Linked DNA regions of Sus scrofa: region 2 is linked to region 1. Evidence: chromatin contacts called from public Hi-C data. All regions are on one chromosome and are shown on one strand. The core of a region is the stretch at or near the end of the contact, and the rest is flanking DNA. Distances in the headings are between cores, read along the strand shown.

The links. A called contact is a pair of places that touch in the nucleus more often than the background predicts.
Region 2: a Hi-C map of brain shows a contact between it and region 1, with 7 times the contacts expected there. The contact joins two enhancer-like sites. A contact is called at or near these places in 1 of 5 promoter capture datasets (fetal skeletal muscle), 16 of 47 Hi-C or Micro-C datasets (brain, embryonic fibroblasts, epiblast stem cells and 10 more) and 2 of 2 datasets of contacts at active chromatin or transcription factors (alveolar macrophages and skeletal muscle).

The regions. Positions count from the first base shown.
Region 1 is chr16:68,743,418-68,751,320 of Sscrofa11.1, forward strand. All of the region lies in intron 8 of GALNT10 (polypeptide N-acetylgalactosaminyltransferase 10), which reads right to left. Among named protein-coding and RNA genes, the nearest start is that of SAP30L, 37 kb to the left of the region's middle. Within about 2 kb of position 4,919, at least 7 of the 83 cell types and tissues checked have an H3K27ac peak or open chromatin away from gene starts, as enhancers often do. A contact at or near this core is called in brain, where this site is marked.
Region 2 is chr16:68,950,596-68,958,498 of Sscrofa11.1, forward strand. The region is part of intron 2 of GALNT10 (polypeptide N-acetylgalactosaminyltransferase 10); the gene reads right to left. Among named protein-coding and RNA genes, the nearest start is that of GALNT10, 78 kb to the right of the region's middle. Within about 2 kb of position 4,131, at least 12 of the 83 cell types and tissues checked have an H3K27ac peak or open chromatin away from gene starts, as enhancers often do. A contact at or near this core is called in brain, where this site is marked.

The sequences.
Region 1 (7,903 bases), core at 3,669-6,168:
AAAAATCGAGTAAGTCAATAGAACAGAACATTGGTCTCCAGATAATGGGCTCCTGATGGTAGATTAATGTCAAGGCCAAGCCAAGAAGTTTATTTTCAAAGCAGGAGATATTGATCAGGCGCCAGCATCCTATAACAATAACTCTTCCTTTATACAAAGTGACTGATGTGGAAGCGGTGCTTTTGTCTGGCAGATATTGCCCAGGTCGCCGCTGGGCCGCCCCTGCCTTTTGGGAGGTGGAGTGTCCCTGAGCAGGTGGGGGACACCTTACCATGCTCTATTTTCGAATGTCTCCTGGGCGGCTGACCAGGCTGGTGTCCAGCTCTCTCGACTCCATATTAAACTCGCATTAGCTAACGAGGCTGTGTCTCTGGCTCTGCCTGGCAGGGAACCTGCCTTTATGCAGACGGATGGATGATCAATTTCCAAATCCTTCTGTGTGCTGTGACCTCAGGTTTCTTTGGCCCTGACCATGCTGGCCATCAGCCTAAACGTTCCCGAGGGACCAGGGTGACCTTGATCTACTGGGAAGTTTGAGGCATTCAGAATGCCCTCGGATTCCTGGGACGTCTGGAGCCCAGAAGGAGTCCTGGCTTTGGACGATGGGTTTACTCCATGGCTTCCCTGCCCTGGACATGATTCACTGATGGCCGAGGCAGAATGTGAGCTGCCTTCAGAGACATGCACACCTGTTCAGTGAGAGGTCTGAGAGGGGCCCAGTATGTGTCATATTCAGCTCCTCAGAACTCCCTCTGGCCGCCCAGAAACATCATACACAGCAGGCACCAACCCCACAGTGCCTGCAGGTTATCTGGCAGGATCCCAAGACAGGAGGGGACTGTCTGTCCAGGGTTATAAGAGCTGGAGGCGCTGAATCATATCATGACTCGCTCTGAGCCGGGGAGCTGGTCCCAGACCTCAGGGTCAGCTCATGGCACAGGTCACCTCTCTATGGACCGTCAGGCCCCCCACCTCCCTTCACAGCTGAGGCAGCAGCCACCTAAGCACACGGGTCATGAGCAGATGCTGCTGTCCATTCTCAACGCCACCCCTGCAGCCTTGTGACCCAGGGGAGATAGTCACTGCTACCTTGCAAGGCTGCCAAGATGGCATGAGACAACCTGTGAGGAGCACTTAGCCTGAAGCCCGGCCATAGCAAACCTGATGAATGTTAGTCATTTCAATTTGCCAAAGGATAAGAAATACCACCACCTTGAAATGATATAGCTGCCCTTTTGCCCAAGACTCTCGTGGTTTTTATCCTACGACCCAACTTCCCAACTGAAGGAAGTGAGGCTCAGAGAGATGATGCAGTTCTTCTAACTTGGTGGCAGAATCTACAAGTGACCAGGAGAATGACAGGCCAGGCAGGCGGGCACAGTCACGGGACCTGGCTGCTCAGGGGTGTGCCCCTTTCACCCAGTAATATACCAGCATGAGAAGAGCCCAGCTGGTGGCAGAGAGAAGGGAGTTACAGAGCTGGTAGCAGCCAGAAGCACAATGGGCCAGGACCCCATCATATCTGGATGGAGACAAACACAGACCACGGAGACGACATCTTTGCAGCCTCTCTCTGCTGTCAGCTTTCTTCCCTTCCTCCCCCCTCCATGCCCTTTCCACGGGGTGGGGGGACGTGGGGGGGATGCAGTTGCCTACTCGGGGAGCCTTGTTCCATCATAAAGAGCTTCCCAACAGCCTGCCAGCTTGTTTCTTGGGGCCGTTTCCTCCTGTGGAACAGTCTTCCCTGGAAGCCCCTTGCCACTAGACAAGCACAAATCTAATTGCAAAAGCTTGCTCCCCATTCATTTTCACTGCTGCTTTGATTTACCTTATTAGCAAACTTCTTTTGTGTGATGACAGGCCTCATTACAGTGTCTATAAAAGACAATCACTTGCTCTCATCTCCTAAACTAAGGAGGAAAGAACGAGTGGTGATGAGCACCGCCAGGAGGACACCACGGGACCTGGGGAGAGAGCACGGCAGAGGGGCCCGTCTTGCTGAGGGGACTGCGAGCAAGCAGGGGCTGGGGCAAAACCTCTCTCTCCAGGAAACAGCTGCCTGGGAACCAGTCAGGAATGGGTGGGCACTCTCCTGGTGGAGAGGAGCCGCCAGCCAGCCCTGACTTTTGCTGCTGGCTGCTCGGCCGAGGAGCCCAATGAAGTCCAGACCCTATTCAGTGGTGCTTGGGAGCTGCAGCATCAACAGAATAACCATCACCCGCTATTCCGCCTTGCCTGTATTCTTAGGAAGAACACAGGGTAGCCATGGTGAGCTCGGCTCTGGCTCTTCCGTGAGCTTTGGGAATCTGAAAAAGCCTTGGTTTCCTCATCTGCAGAACAGGATGAATTATTTGTGCCTACCTCCCAGGGTTGTGATGAGGCTGGCAAGTCTGAAGCACAGAGGACTCTGAGAATCTGGATGCTGTGACCTGGACACACGGTGGTGGGCATCACATGTGTATTTGCCCCACAGTTCCCAGAAAGGAAGGAATGCCTGGGCCCCTGTCTTCCAGAAGTTCAGATTATTTAGATATATTTGTTCTGAACAACAAGATACTGTTTCAGGAAGTCCTGCCAGCCTCAGAGGACCTCACTCATGTTAGTTTTAGATGCTTACTGTGGTTACTGGGTAAGGCTGGTAAAAGAGGAGACAAAAAAAATCCCAATTTTATTTTAGTTTAAAAAGTCGCTTAAACTTACTTCTGGTATATTATTATTTTATACAATATGGCTTTACGGATGTGTGTATCTAAATTAATACATTAAATACCTGACTGTTTCAGCAATATCCTGAAGTGTTTATGGTCAACTTGGAAAAAAATGGGGGGTGGCTGCCTTACATTAGGGTTTCTTCCTGGATTAAATGAATTTAGTAAAGTTGCAGGATATGTTAGGTTTTAGGTCATATGTGAAACAGGCAATCTTACAACCACCCAGTGTGGGGCGGTAACCAGCATGCCTTCCACATGAGGAAAGCGAGGCCTAATGAGAGCCAGTGCCTTGCGCAGGGCTCCTCAGCTTGCAGGTGGCAGAGCCGAGTGGAATCTGGGTTGGGGCCCCCAGACGTCGGCAGTTCTGCAATGACACCTTCCTGGTTTCATCTTTCTAAAGCCTGGTCCTGACCCTATCATGGTTTTCCACAAAGTCCTCCCGGCACTCGTACTGTCTGCAGAACAAAGGGTCATCCTGGGCTTACAGTCAAGGCTCCAGTCAGCCCAGACCCCCTCCACACCCCCTGGGTGCCCTGTGTGGGTGCTGCTGAGGGCCAGCCGCAGTGCACCTAGGCTTCTGCTCTGCTGGGCACATGTGCTTTTCCTTCCATAAAAAATGCAGCCCAGGACAAGCATTCATTCATTCACTCACACGTGGCCTGGTCGTGCCAGCCTTGCTCTAAAACCCTGTTGGAAGAGATGGAATAGAAGCTGACAGCCATGGGTGGATCCAATGATACAGAACCTCGAAAGTGGGGTGAAGGTGCTGGGGCCTTTGGGCCAACCTGCCAACCAACCTCCCTATTACTCTGTCTTTCCACCCCTGGGCCCAGGCACCCATCTGTACAAGACCTCACCTACCACGGTCTTCCATCTCGAGTGTGCTCAGGATCACCCAGAGAGCTTGTGAACCAGACTGCTGGGCCCCACCCAGAGGATGTCTGACTCAGCTGGTCTGGGGGGGGGTCTGAGAACGTGCATTTCTAACAAGTTCCCAGGTGATGCTGCTGGGCGGGGGACCATGCTGGGAGAGGAGAACCAGTTCATCCTGGATTAGTGACTCGATAATGGTGCCTTGCAGTTCACACTGTGTCTCTAGACAGCCCTGTGAGTATGGGGTTATTAGTGTCCTTTCAATGAAGACATAAAGGTTCAGCAGAAAGGGCAAGTGAGCTGTCCAAGGCCTCACTGCAAGTTCATTCCAGAGCTGGGCCCGGAGCCAAGGTCTCTGGCCTCTGTCTTTTGAGCCTCAAAGCTCCTTCACTCCTGGCTTCCTGCAGTCGTAGCCTAAACACATGGACCACGATGCCAACATTAATAGCTACTGTAATTGATTATTTATAATGTGCCAGGCGCTGAGCTAAGCTTTTAACACATTTTGATTAGCACCATGCTAATACTCACACTATGAAGCAGGGATCATTCTATTGCTGTTTTACAGATGCACAAGTCCAGAGAGGTTAAGTCACTTTCCCAAAGTTACACAGTGATTAGCTGATAAAGCTTGCACCTGAACCCAGGTGGTTTGATTCCAAAGCCAATGTATTCTACCCTATGCTGTTCTGCCCTTCCCCCCTCCTTTTTTTGCTTTTTAGGTCTGCACTTGCAGCCTATGGGTCAGGCTATGGGTCAAATACGGAGCTATAGCTGCCGGCCTACGCCTCAGCCACAGCAACACAGGATCTAAGCCGCGTCTGTACCCTGCACCACAGCTCACGGCAATGCCGGATCCTTAACCCACTGAGCGAGGCCAGGGATCTAACCCGCATCCTCATGGATACTAGTCAGGTTTGTTAACCACTGAGCCATGATGGCAACTCTGAGTTCTGCCTTCTTTTTTAACACGAAGGTTCTGATCTAAACAGCTACCACTTACTGACTGCCTTCTTTCTGCCTGTCTCCAAGGCAAACACTTCATCCCATTCAGGTTTTACCACAAACCTGTGAAGAAATTATTATCGCCGTTTTTAGTGATGAAGGACTGTGGCAGGAAGAGATGGATATGTGGCTGGCTAGTGAGCCACATACCACAGGCAACCCTTGGGCCTCGGAGTCGACTTCCCGGAGGAATGGTGGGAGGGGCAGGTGCCCACAGAGACACTCACAGAATTTCAAATGGCTGCTCAAAGTCAGGAGCAGAATGCCTCCCCTGTTCCTGGCAGACAGCTCCTGGAAAGTCTGGGTACATGTGGCTGGGAGGAAAATGCTGCATGCAGCAGAGCAAGTTCTCAGCATCCTCGGATAACCCAGCAAAGGAAGGAGCTAGCCCGGTTCCCGGCAGTGAGCTGCAGCTGGTCTGAGTCAGAGGGGGCCGTGGAAGGGATGGGGAGAGGCGATGCCAGGCTGGCACTTGCAAGGGGGACCGCTGGGTGGCAACTTAACCCCTCAGGGCTGGTCCTGACCTCTTGGGCCCTCCTGGAGCAGTGGCCTCTCTCTGCCCCCTTCTTCCATGTGCAACAAGATAAGCACTAGGCTTAGAGTTGGGACATCTGGGATTTAGCCCCGGCTCTGCAACCTTCCGGCTGCGGGATCCTGGCCCTGCCACCTAAGCACTCAGGCCTTGGGTCACAACATGACCCCTCATTAGTTTCTGGGGCATTGCCCTACCTTCTTTTCATACAGCCTATGAGTTTCAAGGAAGATAAATTTGAGTTTTTTCTCTTTTTTTTCAACCTGCTCAAGGCTGTCTGGGACTGCACTGGCCTTGGTATCGCTATCAGTGTCAAACAAAACAAACCCACTCACCCCCAAGGCTCCTGCCTCTACTCAGATGTGCTGGGTTTCCCTCTGGGATTAAGGCTATCCCTCGTCCCCTCGTGTGACTTCCTGTCACTTCCTTGCTCATGCGCGCCTGCCACATGGCTCCATCTCTCTCTCCGAGGGCGTCAGGCTGCTGCTTCTGCCTCCTGGAGTAGACCCCATAGTTAGGGGGCTCCGTCCCCCACCCCCCAGGGGACACCTCACCATGACTCCCCTTTCTGTACACCCTCACTTATGGGGACTCTCATTCCTGAAAATGCAACTGGCCCAAACAAAGCATTGGGGGTGTATGTGGGGAGGGGCTGGCTGGGAGGCCTGAAAAAATGAGTTTCTCCTTATTCTTAAAGAAAATCTTAATTTTTCTCCTGACTGGAGACCTGCTAGATATTGATGATGAATGCATTCTATGTTACAGAAACACATCAGTAGAAAGAGACAGCCACAATGTCATCTCCCACCCCTGATGCCCCAAAGGATGAGACGGTTTCATGGCACCATGGGTCAGAGGACATCAGGGCACAGCTCAGTCTGAAGTCAGAAAGCAAGGCTGAAATCCCTATTCCAACGATGTGGCATTGGGAAGTGATCTGACCCAAGCCTCAGATTGCTCATTTATAAAATGGGGGGCAAAGGGACCCAGAAGTTACTGCACTCGAATGCTCAGTAAATGACAGCTGGTAGGGGATGGGATTAAGATGGCAGAATAGAAGGACTGGAGCTCAACTTCTCTCTTAAAAACAAAATATACAACTAAATGCTGAGCAATCTTCAACCAAGTGGACCAGAAAGTTTCAAAAAGATATCCTACTCCAGAAGACAAAGAGGAGGCCACATCAAGAGGTAAGAGGGGCGATTATGTGATATAAGCAACCCCATACCTCCTGGGTGGGAAGCCCCACAGACTGGAAACTAACTGGTTCATAGAAACTCATCTACAGGAGTGAGGGTTCTGAGCCTCACATCAAATCCCCACACCTGGGGATCTGGCACTGGGAGAAAGAGCCCCTGGAGCATCTGGCATTGAAGGCCAGGGGGCTTGCACGCAGGAGCTCCACGGGACTGGGGGAAACAGAGACCCCATTCTTAAAAGGTGCACACAGACTTTCACGTGCACCGGGTCCCGGGGCAAAGCAAAGTCTTCATTGGAATCTGGGTCAAACCTGACTGCAGTTCTTGGAGGACCTTCTGGGAAAACAGGGGTGAATGTGGCTTGTTGTGGGGGAAGGACATTGGAAGCAAAGCTCTTGGGAATATTCATCAGCATGCCTTTCTCTGGAGGTGGCCATTTTGGGAAAATCTGGCCCCACCTATCAGCACTAAGAAGCCCCAGGCCAAACAACAATCCAGGTGGGATCACAGCCCCGTCTATCAGTAAACAGGCTACCTAAAGAACCCCCAGGCACACAGCCACCTCTAATCTCATCTGGAAACAAAGACCCACCCACCAGAGGGACAGGTATCAGCTTCACCTACCAGTGGGCAGGCATCAGTCCCTCCCATTAGGAAGCCTACAGCAAGCCCCCATACCAACTTCAGCCACAAGGAGGGCAGGCACCAGAAGTAAGAGAGGCTACAACTCCATTGTCTGTAAAAACGTCACCACATCAAAAACCTATAAAAATGAAAAGACAGAGAACTATAACTCAGATGAGGGAGAAAGAAAATACCCCAGAAAATCAGCTAAGTGATCGGGAGATTCTCAGCCTCCAGGAAAAAGACTTTAGACTGTTGATGCTGAAGATGATGCAAGACATTGGAGATAAACTGGAGGCAAAGATGGGTAACTTACAGGAAACACTGAGCAAAGAGATACAAGATATAAAACTTAAACAAGAAGAGATGCAAAATACAGTAATTGAAATAAAAAATTCATTAGAAGCAGCCAACAGCAGAACACAGGAGGCAGAAGAACGAATAAGTGAGGTGGAGGACAGATTAGTGGAAAATGACAGATGCAGAACAGAAAAGAGAAAAAAGATTGAAAACAAATGAAGAGAGTCTCAGAGAACTCTGGGACAATGTTAAATGCACCAACATCTGTATTATAGGGGTGCCAGAAGGAGAAAAGAGAGAGAGAAGGAGACAGAAAAAATATTCCAAGAGATTATAACCGAAAACTTCCCTAACATGGGAAGGAGCCACTCACTCCAATCCAGGAAGCACAACGAGCACCATATAAAATAAACCCAAGGAGGAATACACCAGGACACATATTAATCAAACTGACCAAAATTAAAGACAAAGATAAAATCTTGAAAGTAGCTAGGGAAAAGAAACAAGTAACATACAACGGAACCCCGATAAGGTTATCGGCAGATTTTTCAGCAGAAACTCTGCAGACCAGAAGGGAGTGACATGATATACTTCATGTGATGAAAGGAAAAAACCTCCAACCAAGATTATTTTGCCCAGCAAGGCTCTCATTCAGATTT
Region 2 (7,903 bases), core at 2,881-5,380, 210 kb after region 1:
TATTAGGGTGGCCCTCAATTCAGAATCCCCAGAGACAGAGAGGCAAGGCAAATGGTTTGCAGGCTCAGACAGAGCAAAACTCATCCAGATACAAACTTCAATGAATCTGTTCAAGAGCCTACGGCTTCTACTTTCTATTTCCACTTTTTTCCCCCACTGCAAAGTCCATTAGGCTTATAGTCAGAAGGACTAGCCTCAGCTCACTGGCTCTGTAACTAGTCAATGTCATTTATGCTCTTCCAACCTCAGTCGTCTCATCCGTAAAGTGGGGGCCATAAACCCCACTCTGCCTCCATCATGAGATGAAGAGAACAAATTGGACACGGGTTATAAAACAAAGTTCCCAAGTGTCCCCACAGGCCAGCAGTTACATGGGAAGGTGAGGAACCCAAGTTTGAGACCACAGGATGCGGCTGGGGCCATGGCCAACTGAAGAGCCGGAGTCTGTCTCTAGACTCCGCAGGTTGCCAGGCTGCTACCCAGATCCAGTCATGTTTTGCGATGCTATAACCCAGGCCCAGCTGCTAAACTGTTCCATTTTTTCCCCAAAAGCCAGAAAAGATAATTTTTTAAAATGTGAAATAGTCCACAGTTCCCTCGTGGCTCAGCAGGTTAAGGATCTGGCATTGTCACTGCTGTGGCTCTGATAACAGATGCGGCATGGGTTCGATCCCTGGTCCAGGAACTTCTGCATGCCTCAGGCATGGCCAAAAAATAAATAAATGTGAAATATTTCAATGTTTAGGTTCCATTGTTTAGGTACTGACAACTTACTAATATTTTAAAAGAGACACCCAATCATCTACGGGCCCACAGTGGGTAAACCACACAAAACATAGTTCTGGGCTACATACAGTCCACAGGTTGCCAGGCTGCAATCTCCATTTAAGGTACACATATAAGGTTTTTTGTTTTTGTTTTTGTTTTAAGTAATACATAGGTCAAATAAAATAATGAAAGAAGTCCTCTGCAGGAAGATAACATTAAGGTTTATTATCAACAAAATTATCAGGAATTCAAATTATAGCCCCTGGTGCCCCCAAAAGAGTCACTAACTTTTCACTGAAGTTGGATGCCAAATTTAGAAACTGGTTATTTCACAAATAGATGAGCACACATACACATTTTAACTGTCAGCAGCTGACTCTGATCAATACTCAGGAGGAAACATGCAGAATAACAGTTTTCAGTTGAGCACATACAATGTGCTTGAGCAGCAGGAAGTAATTTTCACACACACTCCCCTGCCAGATGTTTCCAACCTGTTCCCTTTAAGAAACCTCTTTCCTCCCATGTCCCACCAGCCCCCTCTGCTCAGCAACACCTCCTCCAGGAGGCCAACAAGTGTAACCAGTGGGAGACCCACCCAAACGCACAACTGTGGTTAACTGGGCTCTTAGGAGGCCCCCAGGTGGCCTGTGGGGCCTGCTAGAATCCTGGCTGGAGCATTTGGCTCGTGGAAGAGCTTTCCAGAACCAGCACAATGGATACAAGAATCAGGCTCCTGAGGCCCTCAGCAATATCCTCCCGCTGTGGTCTCCTCCCATCCAGGGAAGAGGGTGCACTCACCGAAGGTCAGGGCCAGTGGGTGGTAAGACAGTAGGAGGAGGCCTAGGGCTGTGAGCTCTGGTCTGCTGGAGGGAGACCCCTGGGCTGGAGTCCTGTTCCCATCACCTCCCAGCTGTGTGGCCCTGGATATGTCATGGATCCTCTCTGCCTCTTAGTTGTCTCATCTTTAGTGGGACATAAACATCACTACAACACGATGAAAGAGTGCTGATGGTGCCCATTTTAGGAGAAGGCAGAGCTGGGCCTGGGAACTGGGGATGCTGGCTGTCAGTTGCACACTCGGTCCAGCTCAAGGGAAAAGCTCGCAGGGTTTTCCTAATGTAACCCCTTCCCAAGAAGGCCCTTAGTGCAGCACCTCCACACACACTTCCAGGCACCTCACCCTTGTCCCCACAGCAGGAAGGCAGAGCACCCAGCCTGGAAAGGCAACAGCTCACATGTGCCAGCAGAAAACAAAGCTGCTGAGCCCCAGAGAGTCCCTGGGGCCCACTGCAGAGGGATTTGCAAAGTGCACTGCCCAACTCAGATGCCAATCCCGGATTCTGAGCTGTTTACATTTGATATGGTGCCACTACTAACAGGCACCACAGAGTTCCCCTGGGGACCGCTGGCTTGCAACTCAGGGAAACTGCAAATAAAAGCACTCCCCAGGAATAGGCGTGCAAAATGCTCCTGGGGGGGTGCACCTGGAGAAGGCGACATCTGCCTCCTGGGGTGCTGACAAGCAGGGAGGTGGACGGAGAGAAGAGTTACCTGCTGCACTCAGTAGGATTTGCTGGATAGGTGGCCACCCTAGACTCAAGCAGTCTCCATGGAGGATCCCTGTTAACAGGCTCCTGAAAGATGCTGAAGCACCCTGAGATTCCACAAGAAGGATTCCAGACTTCCTGCACTGGCCAGGAGTCACCAAGAACCCACTTACCAGTCACTCACTCATTCGCCTGCTTCTTCATTCCCTCAGCAAATACTTTGGACAATTAAGAGAGGGTGATGAGATCGAGGTTTGCTCCTGCATGGACAGGTCAAAAATGATGACTACAGTGCATGATACATTTCCATAAGGCTCCCCAAGCAGGGGTGAGTCAGGCTTAGGGGCGAGGTGGCAGGAAGAAAGGTGTCAGCAGCAAGGGAGCAGCATGTGTGGAGGCCCAGAGGCTCACACGCACGCACGGACACAAGGACAGAGGCAGGGAGGGACGAAGCAGAAAGACAAGTCCACACCTTCCTGGACTGGCAGGAAGACCACTTCCTGGTCTAAGTGGGCAGAGGAGAAGGCCGAGGAGCAGGGGAACTAAGGTGGGTGAGCGACCCCTGGGGGCTGGAGTGACCGAAGAACACTTCCTGGAGGAATCAAAGAATATTGCCTAGAAGGATGCAGAGGGTCTGGGTTCTCTCCCAGGGGAGGAAATGGCTGGGCACCCCAATGACTGCTTCAGATCCAAAGAGTCAGGGAGTGGGGTACAAAGAGCAGCCTGCATGTGCACCCCTCCTCCACCCCTAATAATGAGACATGTCTGGTCCTTCTCTGCTGCCAAAGCCTGTGCACGAGGCCACCCACCTACCAAAGAGCAATGATGACACAGGCATCCCTCCCTACCTCTGCCGCAGGGAGGCCAGAAGAACAGATGCCTCCTCGAAGCCAGGCATGGCCCATGAGCTGCCCCACCACTCCCTGACCCCTTCTGGACCAAGCCTCATGCTCAGGGCTCCACCCACAGCGACACATCCAGCCTTCAGAACTCACCCCCCACCTCAGTATAGTTAACATTATCCTCGTTTTACAGGCCAGGAATTCCTGCATGGAGGTCAAGGGCGTGCCCAAGGCTAGGCATCGGAGTCGGGCAGTGCAGCTCCAAAGCTAGAGCCCCACATGCTGCCCCACAGGGTGTCAATCTAGGGGGACTGAGGAGCCCCTTTGCCAAGGGGGGCTTCAGTAGTGGGTAGGGCAGAGGTTCCTCTTCAAGGTCACCGAGTAACCTTGTGGGCTCTTCATCGGCCACTGAGGAAGTTCAGTCTTAAGAGCAATGGTCTCTCCCCTCTGCACAGATATCATCAGGGTTCCCACGTTGGCCCTGCAGGAGAGGAGAAGAGGCGGGGGGGGGGGGATGCAGGGCTTTGTCCTGCCGAGGCGTTGAGTCAGAGACTCACAGGCTAGAACACCAGCTCCACAACCACAGGCTGAGCATCCCCGGGCAAGTACCCGCACCTGTGAGCCCCCTCGCCCTCGGGTTCCCACCTGTTTATAATTGTGAGTATTTAACCGGACATGCAGGTAAAGGGCTTATTAGTCCAAAGCCTGGCAGCATAAATGATAAGTAAATGGCAGCTGCTTTACTATCGTTAACATGATCATCTTCACGATCATCTTTCTTGTGTCATTTCATACTGCGGCTTACATCATCTGAGAAAACCAAAGACATTTCGGCATCTGAAGCTCAGAATTCTCTCAAAACCAAAGGGAAAGAAGAAATGGGCCTGCTTTTCTCCCTTCCTTCTCCTATCTATACTCAGCAGAGGGCAGCAAACAGGAACCATCCAAAGATAAGAAAAGGGAGAAGAGAAACACATGGAGAGAAAGCTACACACTCATAAATACACACCCACCCACCACAGCAAGTGGAATTGTTTAGCTTCCTCTAGCTTCCAAAGTATGAACACTCCGCCTCCTCCAGCTAAGAAGGGCCAGGCAGGAAAAAAGTCGAAGCTGAAGAGACAGAAGTTCTTTTTCAGCTTGAGAAAATTTTTCAATGAACTGCCTTTTAATGTGTGGGAGTGGGGGCGGGAGGGAGAGGGGCAGCTCACAGGACGCCTGTGAGGGGAAAAGAAGGTGGCAGCAAAACTCATAAGTGAGATTCAATAAAAGCAGCTTTTATCCGCTCTTCATCTTAACCCTCTCCTTACTCTGTGCTGGAAGCCTTCGTGCCTGAGCTTTCCCAGGAGAACCCTGAGGCCCACAGAGTACAGGGTGGCAAAGAGGTTTTGTCTCCAGGACAGATCTGATGCCCCCACAGCGACTGCCTGGGACACGGTGCCAGCAGGATTCCGGAGCGGCTATTTGTTGGCTTCATCCCTAGGTTTCATTTCCCCTGTTTCCCACAAGAGCATCCAGATTTTTCTCTGGGAAGCTGCTCCACAATTTGGAAGGCCTGACCCCACCCCTAGCTCCAGGGTGGGGTGGTTCAAATCAGCATAGTTCATCCTCCTGACAAGCTTTCGTGGTTCAGAGAGCACATCTGCTCCAAATTGGCCCAGTAACACCTAAGAAGGCTTGCTAGAGTTTATAGGAAAGAAGTTTCCTCTCTCTTATAAAGAAGCTACCAAAAGAGATAGACTTGCTCCTCTGGGTGTGACTATGAGGTCAGAAAGAGTTACAACCCTTTTTTTCCTACCTTGGGGCTCAATCTATCACATGAACCTCTGGATTGTAACACATCTGAAGTCCATTGCAATTACAGGAGCTAATACAGTCTCTTACTCATTTCACTGCATGTGGCGTAATTCATTCTGTTAACTGCAACTGGCAGAACCTGAGATGGCTCTTAAACTCAGATGGGCTCTGTCTGCCACCAGGAGCAAGTGGGGGACAGTAATGGTGCCACATGTGATGCATCCTTTTAATTCCTCTATTCCCCTGCTGGATTCCATTGCCACCTTAAAATGGAATCCATTTTACTTGCCATAAAACGATAAAAATTCAGGAAGTAAATTGACAAAAATAGATGTGCAAAAAAGCCTGATAAGTTCCAGCAGATAATCGGTCTTGATAAATACTGGCCTCCAAAACCTGACGTGATCATCTTGGCTCTTGAGGGATACAACCATAAGAAGGGTCAAATATTAGAATATGGGGGCAGGGGGATACACGTGATGAACCAGAGCAAGAACTTGGAGAAGAACTGCGCTTGAGTCTGCAACCCTCTGAGAATTCATCTCCCCTCACCTGAGCCTCACTTTCCATAACTACTATATGAGGGGCTTGGACTTAGGTGACTTCTCAAGCACCCTTCCCGCTCTGACACATATGGATCACTCCCCAAACACCTTCTGACTATCTTCCAAGTACCAAGGCTTATGCTATTTGCTAGAAGAGGATGTGGTTCCTACTCTAAGACATTCCCGGGAGAGGAAGAAGTGATACACTCCTCAGCCACAGGAACTCGGGCAGGTACAGGCGACCTCGTTTCCCCACCCCGCTGTGCATGTGGACAGCAGTTCTCTGGGAAGCAAGATTCTTATTTAAATCCTCCCTGGGGGCATCAGCTCTTCCTTTACTGGCACTGACACATATATGGGATATGGTCAGATGTATGCAAAATACAGAGCCTACTGCAGACACCATCATGAGCTTTTAGCCGCCACTGGACACGCTTCTGGCTGCCAAGTTTGCCTCAGGGTGCTTTTTAGTGATGAGATCCTGATGCCATCTCTGTGTAAGAGCAGACCGCGGACAAGGTACAATTAGCAAGTGAGATGGTTATCCTTTAAATGGGCCTTTGCTTTCTCATTTCTGATTCTATTATTTGTTATCGTGTCACTGGAACCAACAGATTAAAGGCTGAACATCCTTAGACTTAGAAGAAGGCCCTGCAGTACAAACACCTCTCTAAATAGAGGTCTCATCACAAGGTAGATACAGAGGCCTGTTTAAACACACTTCTGGGAGTTCTCATTGTGGCTAAGTGGCAACAAACCCGACTAGTATCCATGAGGACTTCGGGTTCCAATCGCTGGCCTCACTCAGTGGATTAAGGATCTGGCATTGCTGTGAGCTCTGGTGTAGGTCACAGATGCGGCTCAGATCTGGTGTTGCTGTAGCTGTGACATAGGCTGGCAGCTGCAGCTTTGATTCGACCCCTAGCCTGGAAACTTCCATATGCCTCAGATGTGGCCCTAAAAAGACTAAATAAATAAATAAACACACTTCAACTATCCAGGCCTTTCCAATACAAGCTCCTGAACAAACCCCAAGGTGCTGGAGTTGGAAAATCCTAACAAAGTATCTATTCCCTACACTGCAAGTGAGATGCAACATGCCACGGACTCCCCTTGAGTAGCAGTGTAGAGAAAGAGTCTGAGGTCAAGTCTGGCCTTTGTGGGAAAGAGACCAATTAGCAATGCAGTCGCTGGCCCGGAGAGCGGAAGCACTTATGATACACATTAACCTTTTCCTTCTGAATCTGAGCGCTTACCTCACAGATGGAGAATCTAAGGCCCAGAGAGGTTAAACCACTTCCCTGAGGTCATACCATGAGTTCAAGGCAAAAGAGTGAACTGAAACACAGTCCTGTTCCCAGACCTTCCAGGACTGGCCTCCCCCAGGAGATCGCAAGACTGGGATGAGAAAAGAATGAAGAAGTCAGATCTGTGCAGGTAAATCAACAACTCTTCTCCATCGGCATCAGATTTCAGCTGGGCATGGAGACAGAGAAGTGATTAGTAATCTAAAGGATCCCACCCCCTCTGTGGAAAATTAAAGAAATCATTCCAAGGCTGCATTTCCATGGTACTTCACTTTCTGATGGGTGAGGCTCTGCCACCAAGAAGACTGAAAAATGGGAGGAGAGTTAAGTATTGATTTCTGGATGTTCTAAGAATAAAGTTCAGGTCTGACACAGTGAGAAAAACTATTGACATTTGAAAATAAAAGTCATTGGTATTCCATTATCCCACCAATTTCTATTTCCACACTTGCTATTATCCAATGAAGTCATTTTTCACGAGAGATTATGGCTCAGAAATTGGGAGGGACTGCATCACGTTTCTTTAGCACAGGTTTTAACAGCCTGTTCCCGAGCCTAGAATATGAAACAGACCACAGAATTAAACCAAGATGTTAAGCGGATTGGGACCAGGAATGAGCGGCACCCCCGAATTAAAATGAAGATGGCTTCAAGATTGGCTTTTCTTACTTGGTTTTGCGACTTTCCAAGAAGTCAGCTGTCTGACCAGATGAGTGCTCAAATCCTAGATGCATTATGTGTCCTTTACAAATCAGCTGCCTGACCCAGCTCCAGCGGTACACCCAGAATGAGCTAGCGTGAATTACAAAGACTTAGGTTCTGAATTTGAAATCCTATATTCTTTAGTCCAGTGGAGAAATCAAGGAGTTAAAGGACTACTCAAACAGCAAGTATGCTACCCTTCTCTCAAAGCCACAAGGAAACTTCTCTCAAACCCACAAGGAATATAGTTTTCATTTGGATAAAGTCCTGTCATCTGACGTCCCCCCAGAGCCTCTGCAGTTATTTCTACTCAAAAGATCAATGAGGAGCTCTGGGATAATTCTCAACAATTACAAGAATGACAAGCTGAGCTCAGAACTGGTCAGCCGGGT